2 separate regions of the Mus musculus genome follow, and region 1 is linked to region 2. The links are chromatin contacts, called in public HiChIP or PLAC-seq maps. All regions are on one chromosome and are shown on one strand. The core of a region is the stretch at or near the end of the contact, and the rest is flanking DNA. Distances in the headings are between cores, read along the strand shown.

What was found. HiChIP or PLAC-seq counts read pairs in DNA pulled down with a chosen protein or histone mark.
Region 1: an H3K4me3 HiChIP or PLAC-seq map of intestinal villus epithelium shows a contact between it and region 2, with 8 read pairs. The contact joins the promoter of Zcchc4 here to the enhancer-like site in region 2. A contact is called at or near these places in 4 of 39 promoter capture datasets (the 3T3-L1 cell line, cranial neural crest and hematopoietic stem and progenitor cells), 8 of 484 Hi-C or Micro-C datasets (CD4 T cells, the HL-1 cell line, brain and 5 more), 2 of 115 datasets of contacts at active chromatin or transcription factors (embryonic stem cells and intestinal villus epithelium) and 3 of 9 other capture datasets (adipose tissue, liver and pancreatic islet).

What each region holds. Positions count from the first base shown.
Region 1 is chr5:52,781,311-52,786,339 of GRCm38.p6, forward strand. It overlaps Zcchc4 (zinc finger, CCHC domain containing 4), which reads left to right and starts at 1,745. Exons shown (of 13, transcript NM_001308144.1): 1 at 1,745-1,904; 2 at 2,679-2,797; 3 at 3,788-3,870. The coding sequence starts at 1,781.
Region 2 is chr5:52,683,605-52,688,760 of GRCm38.p6, forward strand. No RefSeq gene overlaps it. Among named protein-coding and RNA genes, the nearest start is that of Sepsecs, 16 kb to the left of the region's middle. Within about 2 kb of position 2,102, at least 2 of the 459 cell types and tissues checked have an H3K27ac peak or open chromatin away from gene starts, as enhancers often do. A contact at or near this core is called in intestinal villus epithelium, where this site is marked.

The DNA.
Region 1 (5,029 bases), core at 495-2,994, 97 kb after region 2:
GAATTCATTGGGTCTTAGGATCAAACTCTGAGTGACAGGACAGGCAGCCAGAGTCCACCCCTGTGCTCGGGTCTATTTTCAGTTTCCATCAGAATCCTTCCAAGGATTTCAGAGTATTTCTGCCCCCAGTATTTCCCAGTATGAAGTAAAGACTCTATTAGGCAATAAAAACACTCATAACTTACTGATGATTATCATAACCCTGTTAGCAAATAAATACATAGATGTCTATCAACCATAGTTAACACCTCATAACATTCCAGTTACCGATGGGATGTGTACGTAAATGTTCCCCCACCCCACCCGCAAAAAAAAAACCCTAAAACCTAGGATCTTGGTGATGTTGTAGCCTCCCCAGTTTTTTAAATTTTACTCTAATGCCTATGCAATAAAATCCCCTAGTGGCAGAGTTTCTAGAATTTGTGCCTGTTGTAAACTGGTGAATAACTGTGTACCTAAATCTAAGGTGTGGGATTTTTCTCACCAAAGTTTTTCCTCAGAAAAGAGAAGACTGTATCATTTTTGAAGGCTGCTTTATTATCATAATTATATACCTCCTCATGTACCTTATTCAGATCAGAGTGTGTGCATGTGCATGTGTGTATACACGCATGTACGCGTGTTACAATTTGCAATTTCATTGACAGATGTGTGTATGAATGAGCCTTGACTACTACTACCACTGTTTGGAATTAGATAGACTGATCTCTCCCACTTGGTTATTTTCTTTTAAAATTATTTTAGCCATTTCTTTGCCTTTCCCTATAAAATTCAGAATAATACTTTGTATATCTGGCTGAGATTTTGCTAGAAACTGCACTCAACCTGTCTGCACTTAACCTGGTAGGAGGTGGCATCTTTACTGTGTTCCGTTTCCCGTGTAATGAACAGACCACGCTTCCACATTTATTTAGATCTTTCTTGATTTTTTTTTCAACCACATTTTCTAGTTTTCTGCTCATGAGACCTGTGTACGTTAAACAAATACATGCTTCTTTTGCTTGGAAATTCTAAGTGGTATTCTAAATTTTATGTTTAGACAATCACTGCCAGGGTATGTTAGTCTCATATCCTGAAACTTACCAAACTCAAGTTAACCTAGAAGTTATTTAAAAAGTGTACATTCTTTGATATTTTTTATGTAGACAACTGCCACTGGCAAATGGCGACATTCTTTTCCTGAGGTACAAACGAGAACGAGAATTCAATAATTACGTGTAAGAGCAAGTGTTAGATGAGCTCCAGGCATGGTGAGGCATGTGTTTGTAACCCCAGCATTTGGGAGGTAGAGGCAAAAGATTAGGAGTTCCAGGCTACACTCTGCTACTGGGGAGTTAGAGGCTAGCCTGGACTACATGAAACCCTGTCAGAGAACAGAACAGAACAGAACAGAACCAAACCAAAAGACTAGACAGTTCTTTGGCATTGTTAAACGCAATAGAGCTGCTGTGCTGTGTGGTTCAGCCATTGTTTACCTCTTTGTTGCTCTTTTGGATCTATAATCTAATCAGATCTTTGTTCTAAAGATTCATCTCTTCTCCTGGTTATAGGTGCTCTCTTGGCATAGGCCTTCCAGCTTCACCCCAGAACCCCCACGGGTGTGTGTGTGGGTGGGTGGGTGGGTGGGTGGGTGGGTGTCCTGCTTAGTTTCTCACTCTGGGTCTGACGGCGGCATGGCTCCTCCAGGACGCGTGGGGCGCTGTGGGTTCCGCGTGCCGCGGCGGCGCTCTTTCTCCGCCTCCTTGGTTGGGACAGAGGCTTTCGGGACTTCGGCAGAAAGATGGCGGCGCCCATGGACTGTCTTGAGTCCCTGGAGGGTGATGGCGACGCGGGGCGTAGGGCGTCCGGGGTAGAGGTGGCGCTTCCCTCGAACCCCACGGCTCCTGCCCCGCTGTGCCCGCACGGTGGGTCGGCGTCTGCGCTCAGCCTTGCCGGCGGCGCCAATGGCGAGGCTTGGGCTAGGTGCTCTGCGGGTTTTTCGGATTTGTGTCTGGAAGAGAAGGCTTTTTCCCACCCCCTCTTCCTTACCTTGTGTGATGCGTGAATAACACCCGGTTTCAGAAAGTGTTTGTCACTCTATTTAGTAAACCCCCAGAGAGGTCCTGGCTGCTGGAGCTTTGTCTCCAGAGCTGTTAGCATCTCTGCTTTGGGGGACAGGTTAGGGAGAAAGCCGAACGTAGAATGCACGGGGCTGAAGGCTTCTTGCTGACAAGTTCTTAGCGGAATTTAATTTGTTGAATTGATGGGGTTTTATTGTTTTGAAGTTAGAATAAACAACAAAACCCTGGAAGCCTAATTAAGTTTACTTCTTGCGGCTTTCCAACTGTAAAGCTCAGGGTTTCACTGAAAATGGTAACGGCAAACCTTGCAGTTCTCCGGGCTTTCCCCCTTGTTTTATTCGCGTTTGTTCTTTTAAGCATACTTTCGTCATGGACCCCAGCTGTTGACTATTGTAATGTAAACAGAAAGCATTTTCTTTTTGAAGAGAGCAGTTTTAAAAATTATTTCTAATATTCAAATGCATCAGTGTTGCAATGGAAGAAAATAAGATTTATCAAAGAGGATAGTACATTGAATTATAAATTATGTATAATGCCTAAATAAGTTTTATTTAAGGCAGAGAAACTTGGTGTAGACTACTGCTTGATACTTATTTTTTCTTCCTATTCTGGAACTAGGGCCTACTCTTCTCTTTGTAAAAGTGAACCAAGGGAAGGAAGAAACACGAAAGTTTTATGCCTGCTCAGCCTGTAGAGATAGAAAAGACTGTAACTTTTTTCAGTGGGAAGATGAAAAGGTACAGTAACATTTTGGCTAGTTTTACGGAGAATGAACCAGTAAACATGAAGTTTAAGCATTATATAAAAGGATTTCTTTATTTTAGTGCATTTGGTATTTTTAAAGATTTTTTTTTTCCTTTTTTTTTTTTTTTTTTTTTTTTTTTTTTTTTTTTTGAGACATTGTTTCTCAGTGTAGCCCTGGCTGTCCTGGAACTGATTCTGTAGACCAGGCTGGCCTGCCTTTGCCCCCTGAGTCCTGGAATTATAAATGTGTGCCATCACTGCCCAGCTTAATGATTAATTATGTGTATATGTGTGTGCACCTATTTATTGGTATGCACACATGAGTGCAAGTACCCATGGATATCAGAAGAGATCCTCCGATCCCCTAGAACTGCAGTTACAGTCAGTTATGAACCTCCTGATGTGGGTGTTTTAAATAGAGTTAGGTCTTAAGGTAGTGTTTGATCTCAACTACTGGGCCATCTCTCTCACCCCAAGATAAATATCTTAGGAGGGATGAAAATTTCATGCTTTGGATTTTGTTTTTAAATTCTGGGCATTAAAGTTAATACTTAACTCTGAACTTTGATACAGATGTGTTATTGTCTTAAATGAAAATTAGTTCCCTATAAGATTTGATGTGTTAGTATTGGGTAGTCAACTTACAACTTCAGTTTTGCTATTTATTAGTTTCTTTTGGTTTGTTTTTGGTTAGTTTTTGGTATCTTCCTGTGTAGCTCTGACTGTCCTGGGTCACTATGTAGACCAGGTTGAACTCAAATTCACAGAGCTCCACCTGCCTCTGCCTCCTGAGTGTGCCATTACTCCTTGCAACTTCTAGTTGGTAATGAGAATATTGAAAAACAACAGTTATTTATTTCACAAGAGTTCTAGAGATTGGGAAGTTCTAGATAAAGAGGGAGTAATATTGATGGTGTGTTCTGCCCTTCTGATAAACAAACAAACAAACAAACAAATACACAAACGTTTGTTCTGTCTTTCAGTTGTCAGAAGCTAGACTTGCTGCCCGAGAAATTCATAATCAAAAATGCCAGCCTCCTCTATCCCGGGCACAATGCATAGAAAGGTATTGGTATGATGTCTTCTTTTCCTTATTGCTTTGTCAGTGATGTTGCTTTTTAAACTTACCTTCATTTATTTTTTTTTACACTTTCCATTTTAATGATTTGCAAGTGTACAATTCACTGGTATTGATTTTATTCACAATTTGTGCAACTGTTTCTTCTGTGTTCTAAACATTTTTAATCACATCAAAAAAAATCAGAAAATTTTCACAATGAAGTAATAACTCCTTATTCTATTTACTCCAAACCTTGGTGACCTCATTGTGGCTGTGAATTTGATTATTCATATATTATTCATTATTCATATATTATTTGTTCTTTTTTTTTTCTTCGAGACAGGGTTTCTCTGTGTAGCCCTGGCTGTCCTGGAACTCACTCTGTAGACCAGGCTGGCCTTGAACTCAGAAATCCGCCTGCCTCTGCCTCCCAAGTGCTTGGATTAAGGGCGTGTGCCACCACGGCCTGGCTTTATTTGTTCTTGATATCTATGATTTTTACATTTAGTATGTTTCCAAGGTACATCCATGTTCTTTATGAGTATTCCGCCTTCATGTAGGTCTGTGTAATATATTTGTACCTTGTACCTATGGAGGCCAAAAAAGGGCATTGGATCCCATGAAACTGGAATTAAAGATTATTGTAAGCCACCACATTCATGCTCGGAATAGACCCAGGTCCACTGGAAGAGCAGTATCTGTTCTTAACGGATGAGCCATGTTTCCATCCCCCTTGTTTGTTTGTTTGTTTTTAAATCGGATATCACTATATAGCTCTGGCTGGATTTGATCTCACAATCCTTGTGTTTCTGCCTCTCAAGTGTAGCAGTACAGGTAAAATCTTTTCTAAGCTGTAAACATCTTAAAACCCAGCATTATTAAAATGTTGCTGGATGCACTAGAATCCGTAGATGTAGTTCCCTAGGAAACCGGTGACAAAAATTCATGTCTGCCCTTGCCCTTGGGCACGTTCTCCATGTGCTGGACAAAGCTGTCCAAGAAAGTGACCCCCTGACCCCCCATCAGTTTGCTGATGGCAGACAGGTTTTCATTTATGGTGCTTCCTTCTGCTCTCTGGGCGTCAGCATTCAGCACTGTGAGGCCTTATTCTGGCCACATGAAGAGGAGTTCTGGGGCATGTCTTGTCTGAGCCTAGGCGTGGTTG
Region 2 (5,156 bases), core at 852-3,351:
TTCAAAGACATGCTGAGCCAACTAAAAGCGTGATGACATTGCTTCCAAAGCTGAGGACTGACAGCATCTGACAGCCAAGCTGGTACTGGTGTCACCTTCGAATACAAAGAACATTGGGTGTTTTGGCTTATTCCAGCAGGCATTAAACATTAGAAGGGAAATATTCCCTTAACTAGCTCTCTCCTCTGAAGCGGCTCTATGGAATAACAATGTTGTGGGCTCACACATCAGCTTCCCAGCTTCCCAGTTATCACAGGGGAGAGCTTTAAATCATCTGCCCCTAGGCAAATGGTGGGGTTCGCGAAATTTTTTGAATGTCAGAAAATGTACTTTTGAAAAATACATTCCAAGTTCTTTAGAGCTTAGGAACAGTTCATGATGTTAGGGCGGCATGGAGTTGAAGTACAAGTGAACAGGCAAATGGCCCACTGGCAGGTGAGAAAAACATCAAGAGAATTCCAAGCTTATGTGAAACAATGTTGCATTTGGGTTCTTAAAAACTTACACACCAGAGCAGTGCATGTTTATAGGTACTGTGTACTCAGGAAAGCATTATAGTAACATCTGTATGGGGTAAACCTTTCTAGGGCTTCAAATCTATTGCCCTTGGACAGAAGATATAGAAGGTAAGGAGCAGGAAGGATGCTTGATCTTAGCGGAAAGGAAAAGAAACATTTGTGTTTGGGTTTAACAATCCCAAGACCTGGGATGAAAGAGATGGCGCAGCAGTTAAGACCACTTGCTGCTCTGCAAAGGACCAGAAAGTGCAACCCCAGCATCCACATGGAGGCTTACAACTACCCGAGACTCTAGTTTCAGAGGATGTGACACCTCTTTTTCTGATCTCCACAGGCAGGCAGGTGGTACACATACAAATAGACATACAGGAAAAAGACGCATACATACAAAATGAATAAGCTTTAAAAACAAAACAAAACAACAAAACCGTGAGACCTAAACAATGTTTCCCAATACCATTGGAAAGAGCAGCTTTGTCCCAAGAAAGTCTGAGGTCTGCTGACTGGGCCATTTTTAGAATTAGAGTTTGGAATTTTCCCTTCCTTCTTTTTGCTTTGAAAATGCAGAGATTCGATCATGGTTGAGATGTGAAGAGTTACCTAAATTAGATGAGGACAGGCAAAGTAACAGAATGGAAGACTCAGCTGTCCCACAGCTACCTCAAAGCTGGAGATCTTCAACAAGTAAGACCAAGTGCCAGTCATCTTGCTGTAATCATAGACATTTGGATCTAACAGGGTTTAAGGCTAGTAATAAAATCATAACTGCTATAGGAGACCCTATATTTGAATTAGTGCCTTCTACCCATATAACAATCCAACTAAAGGGAATTAATAACTGAAAGGGACCATGATCCTGCTGGCTCACCATTGTATTCTCAGCTGCTGTCACCTAGAGGAGGAACAAATAATAGTGTTTCAATAAATGAAGGTGTATGTGAGTCCCCACGTTGACAGGTAAGTAAACTGCCACTGAAGTCTGAAAGGGAGCCATATCTAAACAGCCATTTATGTTGTTGGATGTGCTGACAGATGCCACAAGCTCCTGTTTCTTATTTGTGCTGCTCTGTCGTCTTCTTCTTCATTCAGAGTCACCTCTAAGCACTTCCACGTGTGCTTCCCAACTTGTGGCCCTTTCCAAACTGAAGACCACCGCTCTTGTGTAAGCTAGGTAGCTCTTTGCAATTAAGATAATATAATAAGGCAAACTGGTATCGTCCTAGTGGCCTTGGCAGATTATATAATATTCAAAATGGATCGTTTGCCAGGTGTGGTGGCATATACCTGCGATTCCAGCCCCTGAGAGGTAGAGAGAGGAGAAGGGGAGCTTAAGTCATTCTCAGATACACAGGGAGTTCAAGATCAGCCTGGGCTATGAACCATGTCTCAAAACAAACAAACAAACAAACAAACAAACAAACAAACAATGACTACTGATAGAGGGGTGAATTGTGGCCCTCAAAATATGTTTCAATCAGTATAACCTCACTTGGAAAAAACCCAACTCTTTACAGGTATAATTAAGTGCCTCAAGATTAGGTCACTGTGGACTATTTAGATAATTACCTTAGTCCAATGCTAAGTATCCCTATAGGAGCAGAAGAGGAGAAAGTCCTGTAAAACATAAATGTTGGAGCCATGCGGTCATAGGTCAAAGGCTGTCTGAAGTCACCAAAGCTGGAAGAGGCTGTGGAACTCTCTCTTGGATCTTTCATGGGATGATACAGATGGCTGGTACCTTGATTTTGGGTCTCTGGCCTCCAGAATTGTGAAAGGACAGATTGCTTGCTTGTTTGTTTGAGTGTACATGTATGTGTGAGTATCTGCCACAGGTGGGTAGTTGCCCTTCAGAGGCCAGAATAGGGTATTGGTGTTGTGGATTGTAAGCTGTTCCACAGGGATGTTGGGAACCGAACTCAGGTCCTCAGGAAGATCAACAAAGCACTCCTGATGCTGAGCCATCTCTGCAGCTCCAGAGAATACGTCTGAAACTACCGTACTTGTAGCATTCTTTTTATAGTAGCCCATGGAAACTGATTTTTAATCTGTTAAGCAAAACTGAGTCAAAATAAGGCAAAGGGTTCAACAAAATCACAGGTTGTAAACTTTGTACTTATGTACTTATGTAAATATTCAATCTGCTAGCACATACACCTTCTATACATGTGCCACTTGAACACCAGTGTTCATATCATGGAGAGGCAGCATTATACCGAAGACTTGTGTTTTGATTTCCTCACAGATAATAAACCTTGTCTCCTTTCTGAGAGCATACCACTCCCATACATCAGTCAGGAACCATGAGGTGTTCAATTGCCCATGACAATTTTTCTAAGTGCAGTATTAGAAGCCAAGTAGGGATTACATAGAGATAGATGCACATTACAGCTGTCCCTGAATAAGCCACTCTTGTCTTATTTATTATGATCTTGCAGAAGCACTTGTTCAAGTCCAGTCAGCAAACACTGGGCATGTAGCAGGTGCCTGGGACCCCACCAGGTGCTGAGCGGGCAAAGAGGAATCCAAGTTCTTGCAGTCTGATTCACTGAGACACTTAGGACTCAGGCACAGTGTATGTGATAGAGGAGAAAGCACAGGTAGGAGATACCTTCACATAGGGTGCAGTAAGAGAAGATGGGGTGGTGTCTTGAAGTCTTAGCTAACAGAATGAGAGTTGAGGATATATTGTAGGGGGAACAGCTGCTTGGAACATAGAGGTCCGGTATGATCTTTAGTCTGTGTTGTCAACTAAATAAAATCTAGAATCCCCTGGGAGACAAGCCTCCAGACATGCCTTCAGGGATTATTTTGATTAGGTTGAGTGGAATGAGAAGATTTGCTCACTGCCACTGCAGGTGGTGCCATTCCCTAGGCTGCATATCTGAAAGCTAGCTGGGCACAAGCATTCATTGCTCTCTGCTTCTTGACATGAGTAGCTGTCTGGAGCTCCTGGTGACGTGACTTCCCCACTATGATGGACTGTGACATTGAACTGTGAGCCAGAAGAGACTCATTCTCCCTTAAATTGTTTTTGTCAGGATATTTTATTACAGCAACAGGAAAAGGAGCTAACACACCTAGAAATTAGCAAGAGAATGCCTGGATTAAAGAATTCTACTGTGGGCAGGCCTGGGGAGCCAGCAGGGTAATGAAAGTAAAGAGCCTTAGTAAGGAGCTTGAGTTTCTTCCTTAAAACCAGAGGGAAAGTCTTCCTACCAGTTAACATGATAGGATCACATTGCTTTTAGGAAAGAAAATCTGCAAGTGTCCACTTCTACCTAAGAAAGGGACAGGAAGACCTGTCGTTCAGTTCAGCTATAGTGTGTATACCCAGTGTCTGCAAGGTCCTGATTTGATCCCCAGTGCTAAAAGGCAGAAAATGGGGCAGGATTATCAGGAAAGAGGCATTAGTCTTGGGGTGGAAAGGAGGTTTGGAGGATACATTAAGGGTTGCTTTGCAGGACTGGCTGAGAACAAAGCAAGGAAAAGCAGAAATTGAGACTTCTCTCCAGTTTTGATCTCCTAAAGATCAACCCCAGGCTTCCTATTCATCCCTGTGCCAGCCTAGCCACTTGTATAAAATAAGTCCTCAATTTATTCCCAGGTTGCTATTGGAGACTGGAGTTCCGGGTACTCTCCACATACTCCTAGAATCCCCTTCGCTTTCAAGTACATAAAGGTGCTGGGAGGCATGACTGACAGCTCTCACAGGCCATTCCTGGTTTTGTTCGTCTGCCGTTTAGTGGCTTCTTACTGGATTAATGGCCTGGTACATGAATCACAGTGACTGTCAGAGCAGAATGGAGTGCTGACTAGAGATTTGTTTTTGCTCTCTCCTGACTGTTGCTATTCTGAGCTTCAAGCAAGGGTCAGATAGCAGTGTAATTGCAAATACCACCTCCCCTGCTTGCAGCTCTCTCACAGGCATTGGTAGCATACATACATACATACATACACGTACACCACATACATGACAAAGACACTGTTCATTTCTATCTCAATATAACCTCTAAAGGAATCTCAATACCTTTCTAAATCTTTTTTTTTTTTTTTTTTTTTTTGACTGGGTGGATCAGCAAATGTAGCACTGTGCTCTTGGAATGCAGGACAAAGTTCACCTGCAGACTTGCTTCCCGAGGCCAAGGTGCCTCCAGTGTTCCTTGACTGGCTTTTATACCAAGAAGAGAAGGAAGGCAGGAAAACAGGAGTGCCTTCTGCAGAGGGGTGACTTGAGGCTGGGGCACCCTGAATCCTGCCAACTTGGGGTATCCAAGTACCATTGTGCACTGGGCTGGACTCAGGTGGGTGAGAGTCTGTGTGAGTGCAGAAGAAACAGCCTCCTCCAAAGATGGTTTTCAGCGAACCGGTTCTCTTTATTGGTGGTGAACAAGGGCTATACCAACCTCGGGGCGTGGGAAGTGGGCTTTGGGCTGAGTGTACATTACAGGCTGGGGCTGGGGGGGCTAGAGAAGCTTCATTTGCATGAAGAGGAATTCCAAGTTCTTATTGGACATGTCCCTATAGGGAAAGAGGAAGGTTAGCCTGTAATTTGGTCACCCGGTTATGTGACTACCTCAAGGGTGGCAGGAATGGGGGGTCATCAGGCTTCTGTACACTGGGTCATGCAGGCCCAGAGCA